Linked DNA regions of Rattus norvegicus: region 2 is linked to region 1. A link is a contact called in public HiChIP or PLAC-seq data. All regions are on one chromosome and are shown on one strand. The core of a region is the stretch at or near the end of the contact, and the rest is flanking DNA. Distances in the headings are between cores, read along the strand shown. Region 1 overlaps Msra (methionine sulfoxide reductase A). Region 2 overlaps LOC102554677 (a long non-coding RNA gene).

What was found. HiChIP or PLAC-seq counts read pairs in DNA pulled down with a chosen protein or histone mark.
Region 2: an H3K27ac HiChIP or PLAC-seq map of oligodendrocytes shows a contact between it and region 1, with 15 times the contacts expected there. The contact joins two enhancer-like sites. A contact is called at or near these places in 1 of 12 Hi-C or Micro-C datasets (frontal cortex) and 1 of 1 datasets of contacts at active chromatin or transcription factors (oligodendrocytes).

What each region holds. Positions count from the first base shown.
Region 1 is chr15:42,611,377-42,619,159 of GRCr8, reverse strand. The region is part of intron 5 of Msra (methionine sulfoxide reductase A); the gene reads left to right. Among named protein-coding and RNA genes, the nearest start is that of Prss52, 95 kb to the right of the region's middle. Within about 2 kb of position 4,714, at least 53 of the 93 cell types and tissues checked have an H3K27ac peak or open chromatin away from gene starts, as enhancers often do.
Region 2 is chr15:43,010,369-43,018,151 of GRCr8, reverse strand. It overlaps LOC102554677 (a long non-coding RNA gene), which reads right to left. Exons shown (of 5, transcript XR_010057932.1): 2 at 2,846-3,677; 3 at 2,034-2,238; 4 at 1,012-1,130; 5 at 1-698. Mir124-1 (microRNA 124-1) reads right to left here and starts at 318; the gene lies at 234-318. Within about 2 kb of position 3,516, at least 34 of the 93 cell types and tissues checked have an H3K27ac peak or open chromatin away from gene starts, as enhancers often do.

The DNA of each region.
Region 1 (7,783 bases), core at 3,465-5,964:
TAGTGATCAAATATACATAAGTTGGAGCTGAGTCCTTTTAGTTTCTGGACCCCAAAAATAGTTTAAATTATGCCAGCCCAACTCAGCCATCCATTATATGCAATAATTATTCCATAATGTCAATACTACCAGAGTATAGCCGGACTGGTGACACCCCCACCCCAGGATGCGCATGCAGATCCTATGTCGCTCCTTCCAGGCATCTGTAGGCTGAAAATGACTTATATCTTTCCCTTCCCCAGTAAATTAATAAATTAATTACCTTATCAAATATTAATTATGTACTGATTAGCATCCAGACTCATACTGTAGTTGTTTTGAGCAGAGCTGTCTGAAGAAAGATCTTGGGAAGGTTGTAACCGACCTGTACAGTCCCTGGTGCTTACAAGTCACACAGACCCTTTCCTAAAGAGAATTTCTCAGGACCTATTCTGACATTTCCTGTTCTAAGCCATCCTTTCGGGAGGTAGGGGGCATTCATCTTTGTGTCCACAGTGCCTGCAACTGCTTGGCTCCTAACACATGGTCTGTGAATGTTTGTTGACCTAAATGAAAGAGATGGGGAGATGAACAAGTCTGTCCTAGTGTCTCTCATTATTGGCTGAATAATTCCATGTTTTCTCCAGTGAAACTCCTCTGCTAAAGCCTTCCCCTCCCCTAGTGTGATGGTTTTTGATCTGGGTAATTTGGGTTAGATGAGGTCATAGGGATAGAGCTCCCTTGGAGGGATTTGTGTCCTTAGAATTAAAACACAGTAGGCACCAGGGTGCTAGTCTCCTTCTGTTTTCACTCCTGTGTTCAGGGAAGATGTGTAAACAAAACCTAACAAGGCAGGAGAAGGAGCCTTGGTGTACCTCGCCCTTTACCAAAGTCCACAGCCCTGCTGTGTGCCTCCAGTCTGAGGTATTTTTCCAGAGCGGACTGAGCCAGCTGTGTTGTGTGTACTCAGCTCCAAGGAGGGATGGGAAGAATCATAGCCTTGCATGAGAACAGCCAGCTGGGGCCCTGGCTCTGCCTTCACCCACACGACCTTGGATTAGTCTCTGCAGCTTCAGTTCCTCCTGTAAACTGGAGAGAAGACACACACTGAGAGCCTTCATAAATCTCAAGGGTTCTTACCATGTTTCCCTCCCATTATGCCGAATGACCTTCACACCACACAAGGGCATAGGGCAAGATCTGCTCTCCTACCTCTGTTGCTAGGAAACTGAAGCCCAGAGGGGTACATTTTCATTCTCAGAACAACCCCAGTAGAAAATGTAGAGGGTTCTGGCCAGTTGACTCAGAATTCCATGTGTGTTTCAGCCATGTTGCGTGGATAATAGCTGTAGTCTGTCTAGCAGTTCCCGAATAGTGGGATGTAATGGGGTGACTCCGGAGACAAGGCTGCTAGCAGTGGTCTTGTCATCTTTCTCACAGGCCTGGAATTCCAAACAACTTAAAAGAAAGGACTGCGTGTGTAATCTCCCCTTTGTCACGAAAATGGCAGGACCATTCCGGATTCTTTGTTCCCAGGGAATAAGTGGGTTCTGTGTTATTATATTCTCTCTGCTGCCGTGTTTAAAACCCTGTAAGCACGCCAAAGGATTCCTATGGAAAGCCACCACAGCCATTGGGAGACTGTGCAGATTGGGTGTCAGAAGCTGTTTTATGGTTTGGGGATTAGACAGGTCTTCATCTTTTACCTTTTTTTTTTTTAACGTGCGCTATTGTTTACAGCACAAAGTTATGATTTAAAATGCCTGTGGAAGTTCCTGAATAATTCATGCATTTACCTTAGGCTAAGAGAACCATCCCTCTCTGTGCTCCGCACTAGATATGGAATTCCTGCTAGACCCCTCTTGGAGCTTGGAGCTTGTAATTATGGATAGTATTATGAACTCTAAATAGGAACTTGTGAAATAAATATTTTTAAAATGCCCGTTTCTGCGAGCCAGGCATCTGCATTTCTGTGTTTGTAGCCAGACAGAGGGCTAGCTCTTTAGCCTAATGGCTCGCTTGCATCTTGATTATTTTCATTTCCACTTATTACTGCATGTTAGACTCCCTGCGTATGAGTGCAGATTGCCCTTTCTTGCACTGTATTTAGAAATCTCTGCATTACCCCTGGGCATTTGTTCATTAATAGGGGGTGGGGAGAGAAAAAGCTCGTAATAATGGGCTTTACGCATTAAACTGGGCACATCCACATTCAGGCCTGAAGGAAACAAATTTGGTTTGTGTTACTGCCCCCCGGTGGCTGTATACTTTCACTGCAGTGTCAAGGAAGCTAGTCTTCCGTAGGGGACTTTGGCTTGTAGTGGCAGCTCCCTAGAGCTGCGCAGACCGGGGCACGGTCAGGCAACCTTTGACTCTTGATGAATGCTTTTCATTCAGGTGAACCACAAATGCCCTAGGACCTCAGGTGCAGGCCAGATTGTTGATAAAATACAGCAATCTTAGCAGGGCTTGGGAGATGTGTCATTTTAATGAAGGTATAGACACAAAAAACCCTAGTAACATAGGGTGATGCTCAAATGAATTAATACAGTTTGTGGGGCCACCCCTACTCATCTTTCAAGGGCACGGAAAGGTCCCAGTAGTACCCATTGTGATCCATGAGGAGATTCTGGGCTACATTCAGACGAGCGATTCTTTTTATTGTAATTGCTATGCGTTTACGTGTGTTAGGAAAGCTTCAGGGACTGTTTGAGACCCACGATCTTTGACCCTTGTTGCTTAGGTGAAGATCAGAAAATGATAGATACATTTGCAGCTGCATTCTGTGCTGGGCTGCGTCTTCTGTCAGTCTATAGGCAGAAACACAGGGCAGCATGGCCGTGTCCTTGATGAATGACCTTGGATTGTAAACCACTCTAAGCTTGGGTTTCCTGACTTTTTTTTAAAAAAAAAAAAAAGACATAAAAACAGCGACTGCCTCTGAGGGAGTTCTATGATCCATCCGGTGTGCTGTGTATATAACATGTCTGTCACAGAGCAGGTGCTGTCAATGCCAGATTCTTCCTGCTTGTCTCTTCACACCCCAGGGCACCTCTCTCAGAGCCTGCCTCTCTCCACATTCCCATAATGCTTTGCTTGCAGCACTCACTTCATCAGACCCATTATAAGAGTTTCTGTGCTGTTTCTGCCTCTTGGTGATGAATGAGATCTTCTTGGCTTTGCTTGCCTCCCCCTCCTCCCTGTGGCATTCCTTGGCACAAAGCAGCCGCTCTGTGCATGCTGGTCCTGTGAATTAAACCCCAGTGCAAAATAACTACATGTAGCATTTTCCCATCCTCCCACACATGCAATGACTGTCGTGCATCTGATTAAGATAGCACCTATACCTTCTCCCCCTTGTCTCCAAGTTCCCATGGTCTGAAGTTGGAGTCTCAGCTTTGGGCTAGAAGCAGAGAGGAAAATAGGCCACCGATGCCTGGCATTTTCCTGGTATTCACATAATATCTTATCTTACCAATGAATATGGATGTATCATATTAATGTACACATATCTATCAGTTCTGTGTGGGAGAAATGGAAAGTAGTGGAAATTTCTAAACACAGCAGTTCGACTAGGATAGATCTATTTCAGGGACAAAGAGCCTGTGGGTTCAGACAGGTAGATTTATAAGCCTTGCCCCAGTTTAGTCTGTATAAAATGGCCTTTGGCATGATACGATCAGAGACCCCACGGGGAGGAGGAAGGGGACATAGGGACTCTTTCATTTCAGTGGCAAGCCTGTGAAGCCTGGAGCTGGGTTTGTCGTTGCCCACAGAACCCAGTGTGTTTGCCTTTCAATTTCCCCTTGATTGGTCTCTGCTCTGCATGATTCTAGGTTCCTTGGACTCACCCAAATGGAGCCTCCTGGCCAGTCCCTTAAAGACAACAGAGGGCTGCCTGCTCAAGGTTGGGCCACGGAGGGGATGTTCATTTGAGGCTTGGAGAGATAACAGCTTTCATGTCCGCCCAGAAAGCTGTGAGCCTCCAGCACCTCAGGAGCAGAGATGAAAGGCCATTTGTGTTTGTGCATGTATGTTTAGCACTTAAAGGACAGGGACAAGAAAGAAAATAGATTCTACCGCTCCGCACTCCCTTCCAAATGTGACTTACTCCCTCTGGTGGGACCATTTAACTCCAAAGGCGCAGCCCCTCCCCTGGTGCCCCCACCAAGCTCCCCACCCCCAACACAAGCACAGCAGCCCATGTGACATCTGTTCTGGGCACCACAGAGCCATCTTCCCGTTGCCATGGCAGCTGGCTGAGCAAGCCCGCCCACTGGCTGCTAGTGGAAGAGGGAGAAAAGGCCCGCACTGTCAGGTCCTACGCCCTGCCGCCCTGCTGCCCTGCCAGGGAGCAGTTAGGCCATGAGCACAATCACCCATGGTGGCCACGGGTACCCCACTCAAGCTGTGTGCACTGCGCTGATGGGTTGGAGCTGAGGTCAGGGTCATTCATTTCTGCCTCAGGTGGGAGGCAGGCCTGTGAAGGACAAAGGTGGTTGTGCTCTGCAGGGTGGGCTGGCTTCTTCACCTTGAACTGCTCTGAGCTGTAGTACTTTGTGACACTGGGATTCAATATCTGAGATGTCCCCTTTTACTCTCATCGCCACAATGTCTTCGAACTCAGTGGCCTGAGTTCAGCTCCCCGATCCTATTGGCGCTGCAGTGCCAGGGCAGAAGAGGTTTGCTGCAGTAAGCTCCTGGCAAAGGAGGTTTGCAAAGCCATCCCCGCCCCCACTGGAGCCATCTCCAAATGTATCCAGGCAGTTGGAACCGATACTGGCTTCAGAGCCGAGATTACTCTGTCCTGACCCTGTAACCCCAGAACCTGATCTGGAATTTGATCATGCAGTTCCTCTCTGGTCCTCTTTATGATATCATTAATAAGAGCCACCACCTGGGTTTCTTATACTCTACACCCCTAAGTGTACCTTCATAAATTAGCCAGTGTTGGGCTGGGCTACACAGACAAGTTAGGTAAGCTCTGCTCTAAGTGGGGGGGCCTTCGGTGTTGTTCAGCCACTTACTGCCTTGTGTAGCTTTTTGCTGTGATTCCCCAAATTGCCCCTCATGTGATAAATTACAAGTCTATGTTTAGTCTTTTGTTAGATATGTGGGTTGTTTTCAACTCTCTCTCTGTCTCTGTCTCTGTCTCTGTCTCTGTCTCTCTCTCTCTCTCTCTCTCTCTGTCTCTCTGTCTCTCTCTCTCTCTGTGTGTGTCTGTGTGTGTGTGTGTGTGTGTGTTTACATGTTTTCTTAAGAGCTGATGAATTTGTAGACAGGGCCCAGTGACTAAAAGGTATTTCTATGTCTATTGTTTTAGGCTCAAGGTATGTCTTGAGCAAAATGGGAAATAACATCTTCTCTAGACAGATTTAAGACTTCCATCCGGGTCTGTTGTGTCCTTCTTCTGATAGAAGGCCTGAAGCAGGCCCTGAACGCTGTTCACAGGCAGAACCAAGAAAATAGGGTACAGAGCACCCCAAACAAAACTAGACTGAGCATGCTGTGCTGTGAGTAGAGTTCACAGTTGAGATCAATCACTGTATTTGTGAGAATGCTCACACATCCATTGTGACATACACATGCCATCAGAGGGTGAGCCAGTTCTCCAAAGCCCAGGTCATGTTCAAACAAGTCCTTACCAGAAAGACTATTATCAGACCACAAAGAGAAGCATCCAGTTCACTGTGCGGTGATCTATATTCAAGTAGGTTCCTTTGGCTTCTTGAAAGTGGTTATCTTTTCTGGTATAATATCAAATATTATGATTTTCTTGGTGCTAGCACATGTTTCATGGCCCTTGCTTCCTTCAGCCCAGGCTTCTTCAGTCACACTGGGATGCAGCACAGACTGCTCTCAGCTCTCCCTGTGGAACCACGTCAGGAACATGTGATTAGAGCATTATTAGTATGCAGCAAGGTGCCCTTCTCCGACTAAATCAGTTTGCAAAGTGGTCCTCACAAGCGCACACGTCCTTTGTTATGATGGCAGGGCTGTGGGTTTCTGGAGCAAGACTAATAATAAGACCAGGAGGTAGAAGGGAAATTAGGTGACCCAGCCAAGCAGGGGTTAGGCAGGCTGATAATAGATAAGAAAGAACAGACTCCAGGGTCAGTCAAGGAGCAGCAGAGGGAAAGAGTGCCCTTCTGTAGGAGAAAAGCAAACAGGATTGCAGGGATGGGGACTGAGAAGAAAATTGGAGCCATTGTGTGCACCTTGGGTGTAGAAGGGGGATCTTAGAGAAGGAAATAGTTCCTTCCAGAAAGCAAAAGGTGGTCCAGAATAATAACAGGGAAACGGTGTTTTAGGATTGAGAAAAAGACCAAGTAGGTACACTGTGTGTGTGTGTGTGTGTGTGTGTGTGTGTGTGTGTGTTTTAAAGCCTCTTTGAGAGAGTTGCTTCAGTGACTCATTTAACAACTTTTAGAATGCCATTACCTAATCCACATAACAGAACAAGCTGCACTGACCCTGCCTGCTCACACCCTGGACGGTTGCGAGGCTAAAGGGAGGTTCCCCGCAGCACAGAAAACCAGCCAAGGCAAGGTACAGCCCAGCAAACAGGGAGTGCAGGGAGCAGATGATGGGCAAACCACTGTCATCAGCATGCTTCACTCTCCATCTGGGAAACGGTCTCACACTTGATCCTTTTCCCTTTCCTCAATTCACTGGGATTATCACTGTGTCTGCATCAACTGAGGTGACTTCATAGAGTTGACATTGAGGACGGCTGGGAGGTGAAAATCTGCCCAATCTTTTTGTGTCACCTGCAGGTGCCAAGGGATCGTGTGCTAGGTTATGTCCCATGGGTATGACCAGAATGCCTGACAGAAACAACTTTGAGGAGGAGGGATTTATTTTAGCTCATGTCAATCACAACAGGAAAGACAGGGTAGAGTGTATGGCTGAGATAGTACACATCATGTCTTACTGGGCAGTAGAGAAAACAAGACCAGAACCTGGGGTTGGCTCGACTATTAACTTCTGAGGCAATTTTCCTGTCCCCAAAGGACCTATATCTATCCCTAAGCCCCCACTTCCCAAAAGTTCCGTGGCTTCCAAAGTATCACCATCAACTGGAGAATAAGGGTTCAAAGCACACAGCTGTGGAGGACACTTGACACTCTTGCTTGACAGGCCCTGCTTCCTCAGCCCATAAGCTCATGAGCATAAACTGTAATTCACAGGCAGGTAACCAAGGGCCAGTGACTGACGTGTAACTGGTAAAATTCTCACAGTGCCATCCTTTCTCTGACTGTGGAGAGTAGGAAACTTTGCTGGGTAAGCAACCTTTCTCCAGGAGGGTACCCAACCCTGAACTGAGTCTGTGTCATGAATTGCTAGAATTTGTAATTCAAGACTTATTCTAGCTACTTCTGCTGGGATCTATGATGTCACCCTGATAGGGCTGAGAAACAAGCTTGTAGGCATTTCTGTAGGAGACTTTTAGATACAGTACATTGGAATGTGGAGACTCAACCTAAATGTGGGTGGCGTCATCTATGGGCTACAGTATAAAGAGAGCAAACTGAGCAGCCCTCTCCCTTTCTGCCTTTCTGACTCTGAGGGCCATGTGACCTGCTGCCTCAAGTGACGTCTGCTGCCCCGCCCTTCTCTATGCTTATATTGGTTTGATCAAGTATTTTGTTGCCACAAAAAGAGAATCGAACAAGCATAAGATCTATGGGGAAGTCAACATATGTATCAGGAGTCAGATCATTTCTACACTTGCCCTGTCCTTGATTTGAGTTCTTGTTGGTGTGTTTCTGGTAAGACAGTAGGATTCCCCACCATGTTGTCT
Region 2 (7,783 bases), core at 2,267-4,766, 400 kb before region 1:
CGTGTTCCTATCACAGAACGAGTTGTTTGCTTCCTAGATTCTATTCGCATCTGCACAAACCCCTCTCTGTTGGTAGCCGCACACCTCCCCACCCTAAGGGCTACATTGCGAGGCACTTAGAAGTCCGCTACCCCTACTGTGGGCGCCTGCAGCTGCAGCACTGAAATCTGCACAAGGCGTTGTGCTGAGTCGATCCTTCCGTGGCGGGCCCTCGTGGACCCAAGGTGCTCAGACAGCCCCATTCTTGGCATTCACCGCGTGCCTTAATTGTATGGACATTTAAATCAAGGTCCGCTGTGAACACGGAGAGAGAGGCCTTTCTCCTGAGGAAGGAAGAAGGAAGGAAGGAAAGAAAGATCGGAAGAAGGAAGGATGGGAGGGAGGGAGGATAGGAGAAAGGGAGGGGGGAGGGGGAAGAAAAGGAGGGAGGGAGAAAGGAAGGAAAGGTGGAAAGAAAGGGAGGGGATGGGGAGAAGATGAAATGAAAAAAACGAGGGATGAGAAAAAAAAAGAGCTGGCGACGCGTGCGTGTGCGTGCGCACTGACAGCAGAGAGGGTGTGGGGTTTGGGGAACGCGATGAGCTAAGGACCACCGCATCCTTCCTACCGCAGCTCCCCCAGTCACAGACAATGAGATAACAGCCACGTCCTCCGTAGGCTCTTTGTTCTCCCGCATCCTTTCGTTTCCAAGCTTTTTCCTGCAAAGGGGAGGGGGGTGGAGGGTTCGGGGTGTGGGTGGAAGTGGGAGACGGAGGGGTGCCTCCCCAGTGTTAATTACCCCTACTCCCTCACTCCTCTCCTCGCGCTTCGCCTCCCCTGCAGTTCCAGACAATGAAAAAACATCAACCCCACCTCGCCCCACCGCAGCGAATCCTACCCACCCAGTTCGCTCTCAGCTTCGCCTAGGAAACTGAGGGGGGCCAGGAGGAGGGAGATGACAGCGAGGAAAGGGATGGGAAGCAGGGGCCCAGCTACCGCTGCCTGGGCAGGGCGTGTGGCCGCGGTCTTTACCTAGAGTGTAGAGTCCTGGTGCAGCCTGGCCGGGCGTGCCGCAGGGCAGAGCCGCAGTGGTCCCTTACCAGGATCTGTGGGAATCAGCCTTCCGGAACTCTCCTGCTGCGGTCCTCTCGCTTAGGTCCCAAGTGGTAGATGGGAAAAAGGAAAAGAAAAAAAATAATAAATAAATAAGAGCGAGGCCCATCTGGCCCCTCATCAGCCTTGTCAAGTCTTGCATACGCTAAAATGCTAATGACCTAGATAGCTCATGCAAAATGCAGCAGGGAGGGACGAAGAAGGAGGGGGAGCGAAAGGAGAGCGAGGGAGGGAGGAGTGAAGGGAGAGGGAGGGGGAGACAGAGGGAGGAGGGAGACTGGGAAGGGGGAGGGAGGGGAGAGAGAGAGAGAGAGAGAGAGAGAGAGAGAGAGAGAGAGAGAGAGAGAGAGAGAGAGAGCCCCTACTCGTTCCCCACCCCACCCGTCAACCGGTTTTACAGCGGTAAAGGGTGGGCGTAGATTTAAAAGGTCACCCCTATAGAAGGTAGCTAGATGGGATGGGGGAGAGATCCTCAAACCCTTTGGGACAATAAAACATTATTTTAAGACCCCTCCCTCTCTTCTCTCCACCACTCTGTTTACACACAAGTCCAGTCACCTTATGCGTGTACATATCAATTTCTCAAGACTGCTTTCGACACCCACGTTGCCATTCTCTGAGCAAACCCACCCAGTGCACCAGAGTGAGGAAGATGCTTTCTAAACCACAGCCGCCCCCTCCTCCCCCGGCCCATCCCACTCCCCACTAGTGCCTTAGCCTTTCAGGCAGACCCCCACTGCTTCTCTTTTCTAAGCCTTCCTCATTCTCCGTCCAGAAGGCTCAAAAAGACCAGGTAGAGGGCATATAGGACAAATTAAATCCAACTGGATCGGTTCCGCTCAGCTTCCCACCCACCCCATAGGGTTGGGGGACACAGTCTTTATCTAACACTGACCCTCTTAAAGCATGCCACAAAAATCAATAAAATTGAGTCCACATACCCTCAGAGGTCCGCAGGTCCTGCTGGGTACCGTTGGGCAGCGTTGATCTCTTCAGTCCGGGAGCCAGAGTTCCGCGTGACCCTTGTCACCGGGCCCAAGACGCTTTGTCCCGGAGCCCCGCACAAGATCCTCATCTTTTTGTTCTCCCTTAAAAGACACTGGTTGCAGCCCGCAGCGTCTCAGCCAGTCCAAACCAACGGCAGATCTATTGGAATAAAAAGGGATGGGGATAATATACAGGCAGATGGATGCGGAAGAGTAGTGGAGGCTAAAGGCAGCCCCGCAAGCAGGGAGCGGCCTCCCTGGCCAAGCCCCAAGCGCTTCCTTGGCTTTTGCTGCCAGCCGGCACTGGTGGTTGCTCCACCTGGCCGGAGGAAAAGCTAACGGTTAAACCCAGCATCCTGGCGATGACCCTGAAGAGAACTAAGACATAAAACCAAAAACCAAACCAAACCAAAAACCAAAACCAAACCAAAACAAAACAAAAATAGCAAAAAACCAGAATCCTCCTTTGGTGAACCAGAGCTTGCGTGCAGAAGAAACTGCACTGCTGGTGGCCGTGGCCGAGGGGAAAGGATGCTAGCGCAGGAGGCGAAGGTTGCAGAGGCTGCACCCTCAGATGAATAATAATAACGCGCTGAGAAGTTGCAGTGCAGCCTGGAAATCCAGCCCTGCGCGTGAACTCGCGTCGAGTGCGGATTGCAGGGGATGGGGGAGAAGGGGGGGAGGAGAGAGGGGGAGGGGGTGAGGGGATTGAGAGGAAGACAGAGAGAGGGACGCAGAGAATTTAGTGCCTTTTCTTTTAGTCTTACCAGGCGCTGATCTCCTTCACTGTCCTCGTTGGGTGAGGCCGAAGTCCTTTTTAAAAATTATTATTCCTTTAACGGATTATTCAGCTAAGAGAAGCCACATCTGCTGACGGTTCCGAAAACAAGAGGATTAGGAGTCGGTCCACAGAGCCCAGCCCGCAGCCCCCCACCCCCCTCTGCACCAGCACACGTCACTCTCACTGCCCCCGGGCACCTCCCTCTCTTAGCTCGGTGTTCGGGAGGGCTGTGCCAAGAAAAATGCGGATTTTGGGAAAGTGAGAAGTGGGGGTGCTCTCAGGAACGGGAAAGCCAAGGCCGGAGGTGGCGATTCGCACCCCCACACTTACACTCGCTTCCGTTTATCCGTTTAGATCCTGGGAGAAGTGGGTGCTTTCGCCGCACCCACATGAGCCGCATCTGCAGTGGTCAGAACCCTCCGATTCCTTGAAGCCACCCTTGCTGCCCCAGGCCCTGCCAAAGTCCTCTGTGCGGACTCTGAGGCTCAATCCTACCCCGTCTGAATCGCTTCATGTTTTCCAGTCCTCTTTTTCTCAGTCCCCTTGGTGCAGTACCGCATCTAGCCCACTCCGGGTTTCTTGCGCTTCGGTCAATGGAGTGGGGGCTCGGGGCACCTGCACACCTTCTGCTTCTGGTCCTCAGCCGGAACTGCCGGGCTAGGGCTCGGTCCAGGCTGGTGAGGATGGAGCTGGGTGCTGCTGCAGTTGCGGTTGCTGTCACTGCGGAGAGCGCGCGGCTGCGGGGCGGTGCGGCGACCCGAGCGCCAGTGCAGCCTCCTCCTCACCCCTCCCTAGGCTGGCGTCTGGGCAGGACAGTGCTGGGGGTGGGAAGACGAATGGCGGAAGGTGGGGGGATGGAGAACCATAGTCTCTTGTCGTCCCCCCCAACCTCCCCCCCCCCCGCAGTCAAGGTGAAAGTGAAGGAGAGCGGGCGCGCGTGCTCGCGCCTCTAGTTGCGTGCGCGCGCTCCTCCCCTGCCCGCGCCCTCCCGCCCGCCCTCGCCCGCCGGGGCCAGATGGACGTCCGAGATTACAGAGGCACAAAAGTGCGTCTACACGTCCAGCCACCCGTCCTGCGGACGTGGAGAGCCACTTCGGGGAGGCGCCTTTTGTTGTAGTTGTGCGGCTGTGTAACTGTTTTTTTTTTTTTTTTTCTTTCCAAGAGCACAGAGTTAGCTGTGGCTTAAAGAAGGACCCAGAATGAATGTCCCCATAAGAGCGAACCGAAAAGACCTTCCCCCATTCGAGCCCCCGCGCCTGCGATGAGAAATCTGTCTTCCCAAAGGGTTATTGCGGCAGCCGCGAGGCAGCTCCGACCAGCACACGCAGGCCCATCTGCTTTCCCTACGCCTGCTTTTCTTTGATGACTTAAAAGAAAAAAGAAACAAACAAACAAAAACCCCGAACTGTTTCTTGGGCTATGTTGAATTCAAGACATGTAGACGTGGGGAGAACAAATTCACAAACTCGGACAGCTAAAAGCAGCCTTAAGTGTTGTAGATGTCAATGGCCAGTGCAGGGGGTGGTGGCCGAGGCATCTACCTAGCCGGGATGGATCTCCGGGGATGCCCCCTCCCCCTGGATGCAAGGCCATTGCTATTTCTGTCAACTGTTAGGTAAGGGCCCCAACAGAAGAATGGCTGTAACAAAACCTCCCTCATTTGCTTTATTTTTTTTCCCCCTTCAACAATGTGTGGTTAGAAACTTAGGAAATAAGCAGTTTTTGTAAATTTCTAGAATTGAGAATCTTGGGGGGTGGGTGAGTGAGAACTAAAACATCCTTGCAACAGATTTTAATAAAAAATAATGTAGCTAGTTGGCAAAGGTCCCCACTAGGCGATCTTTCTGGGAATACTGACCACTTTATAATAGTCTCCACCAATTCGCACCACCCTGTAAGTGATGACTTGGTCTTACTTCCCACCATTTTGATCAAGGTTTTTAGATTTAGGGCTATTCTATGTTCTGTTTACAAAGCATTCCTTGGCAGACAGTTTCGAACCCCTGCACCAGGGAAGGACGGGGCTGTGACTTGAGGTCCAGTCGGTTTTGACTGAAGAGCAATGGTGCATAGAGGCTACTGTCCTTTGCTAGATTGTCAGAGAGGCCTGGTTTTGTTCAGCTTGAGGACGGTTTCAATGCAAGTCTCCTGCGCAGTTGCGGCATTGCGGGATGCTGGCTCTCTCATCTTGCTGCGTGGGGCGCGCGCGCGCGCGGGGGTGGGGTGGGGGTGGAGTGGGGGTGGAGTGGGGGAGCGGAGACCTGGTTTTGTAACAGGCTCCGCGGGCCGGAGTGGGAACGCCTTAAATGATGAGAACCAGGGTTAAAAAAGAAAAGGAGAGGTGGGGGGGGGGGCTTAGATACGGCAGCTGATGCTGAATTAATAGTTAGAGCGTACCCCTGGGACTTTCTCCGACCAGGGGGTCAGGAGTCCTCGCCCCTCCCCCAGCCACAGATTTCATATCTGTTTTTAACCAGTCTGAGCGGATGGATGCTGGGCCATTTGTAATGGCTTCTTAAAACCTAAACCCTTGGGCTTAAGGGCTGTCCATGCGCCTGATCAAACTCACCCCAAATACTAACACGTTAAGAAATTACATTGTAAAACCTCCCCAAATCGGATTGACTGGGCTGTTTGGGGCCCATATGGCTGGACAGCTGTACAGCTCCACTGAAAAGACACCATTGCCCCTCGGATGGGATAAAGCCGGGCTTCCCCAGAGAGCTCAGACATGACCTAAGTATTAGCGTAGCCTGGGGTGAAGACTGAGTTAAATCTCTCCCCCTTCTTGAGGTTAAAATAAAGACAACAGAAATCAAAAGGGGAGTACTTTTGAATTCATTGTGAATGGCGTGCCTCCTGCTGGTCCCACCGTAGGAAGGAAGGAAGACTGAGAGGTGCCCTTCAGCTGGGCACACGCATGAGGGTGGGGAAACGGAAGGGGCAGGAGATTGGAAAGAAATATATTATCTGCCAAGCCGTGGCATGTGTCAGTGACATTTGTGGTTCCCTTTTTAGAAAAGCAGGGTTCTGACCTTCCTCAGCTGATGCTCCCGTGTTAAACATGAAGAACAGCGTCTGAGTACGATTTTCACCACGGTGAGAGGAAAGATGGGAGCTGTACACACACACACACACACACACACACACACACACACACACACACACACACACACACAGAGAGAGAGAGAGAGAGAGAGAGAGAGAGAGAGAGAGAGAGAGAGCCCATTATGAAATGCAGCGGGTTTAATTTTTAATATGATGGCGGAGCCTCTAGCACACTCTTTGCTTGTTGTTTGCATTCAGGACGAGTCCTTTATCCTGCGGCAGAAATCTTTTAAATGGCTTAAAAAAATGTCCTGAAATAGAATATTCTATCATCGCCTTCTAGTTTCAGAATACAAAACTCCCATCCCTAGTGAAATATTCAGACAAATAAGCTAAGTTTGTTCTTACTTATCTGTCTGTTTGTCTGATACCGGTTTTCTTCAGGCCTTTCCAGTAATGTTGAGGGACGGGGAGAGAGGGAGAGAGGGAGAGAGAGAGAGAGAGAGAGAGAGAGAGAGAGAGAGAGAGAGAGAGAGAGAGAGAGAGAGAGAGAGAGACTGCTTCGAGGTTTATAAAATCTCCATCCAAAGTCATTCAACTCTATTCTGGAGGATCATTTTTACAGTGAGCCTCCCTCATTTGCAAGTTTTATATCAATTTCAGCAGATTCAGAAGTGCTCGCTTTCTGTGAACGTCAGTTCACATCTTTGGAAATAACCGCAGATACTTCTGCAGTTACCTTGTCTTTCCAAAAGCAAAACACAGCAGAAAACAAATTTGGAGGTGGCATTTGGACTGCTAATGATAGATCTCAGGAGCTGCTTAACTCCTTCTGATGCACATAAAAGAAAAAAGCAAGGTCCAGAGAGATGGAAAAATCCCTTCTAGAACCTTGAAGTTGATTCCTAGTAAGTTCAGAGGTTTAGGACAAAACCTGGGTAATTTTGGTTGTTGTCGTTGTATATTTTCTCCTATATCATATTTGCATTTTAAAATTTTTTCCTTATGATTTTTGTCAAATAAAGGAAGTAAACAGCTTGGGTAACATTAATCTAAAGCAACGTATGCTATTTTTCAACATAACTGGCAAAGAAGAGCATGGAGGTTTTCATATAGAAATGATAAAATCCCGAGGACCTGGAATTGCTAATTACTCTGAATTGAGAGTTGCCCATTGTGAATGCATGTTGAATTACCATAGGCCACCCCATGAATAGGCACAGTTGTGGTGTGACAATTAAAACAAGCAAATAAAAACATTTACAGAAGGCTAAAAGAAGTAGCCTGTTGTCAGTTTCATTCGGTTCATTTTGCTTAGAGTAAATTTTTAAGATTCAGATGTTCCTATGCACATCTCTCTAGTGTTAGTTGTATTTTGGGACATGTTTAGAAAAATACACAGAGCCAGCTCTCATGTGTAGAGGGAAAAGAACCTGGGGACAGTTCAGGGACTTTGATCCAGTGCACTAAGTCTCTAACATGTTCAGGAAGCAATCACATTAAAGCTGGCACAAACCCTTTTGAGGAAGGACCCACAAAACTCCTGGAATTAGCACCCTCCATACTCATTTTGAGGGAAGAATAAGGCCCTTGACAAGGGTCTTGGGTACAAGTTTAGTTTACCAGATGGCAGTCATCAGTCAATTTATTTTGTTTCTGTTTTATTTGAGGATTTATTAATAGTATACAACTTCTCTAATCTTTAGAGAAAGCCAAAAGCCAAATAAACCATGGCTTGCTGGAGGACACCCCCCCCCATCTTCTTTTGCAGCAACATGGGGAGGTGATTTGCAAAGTCCTTGTCCACACCCTGGGTGTAGGAGCTGGTTCCAGCCAGTAGGCAGGAAGATAGCATCTCTCTTTTAAAGATCTGTCT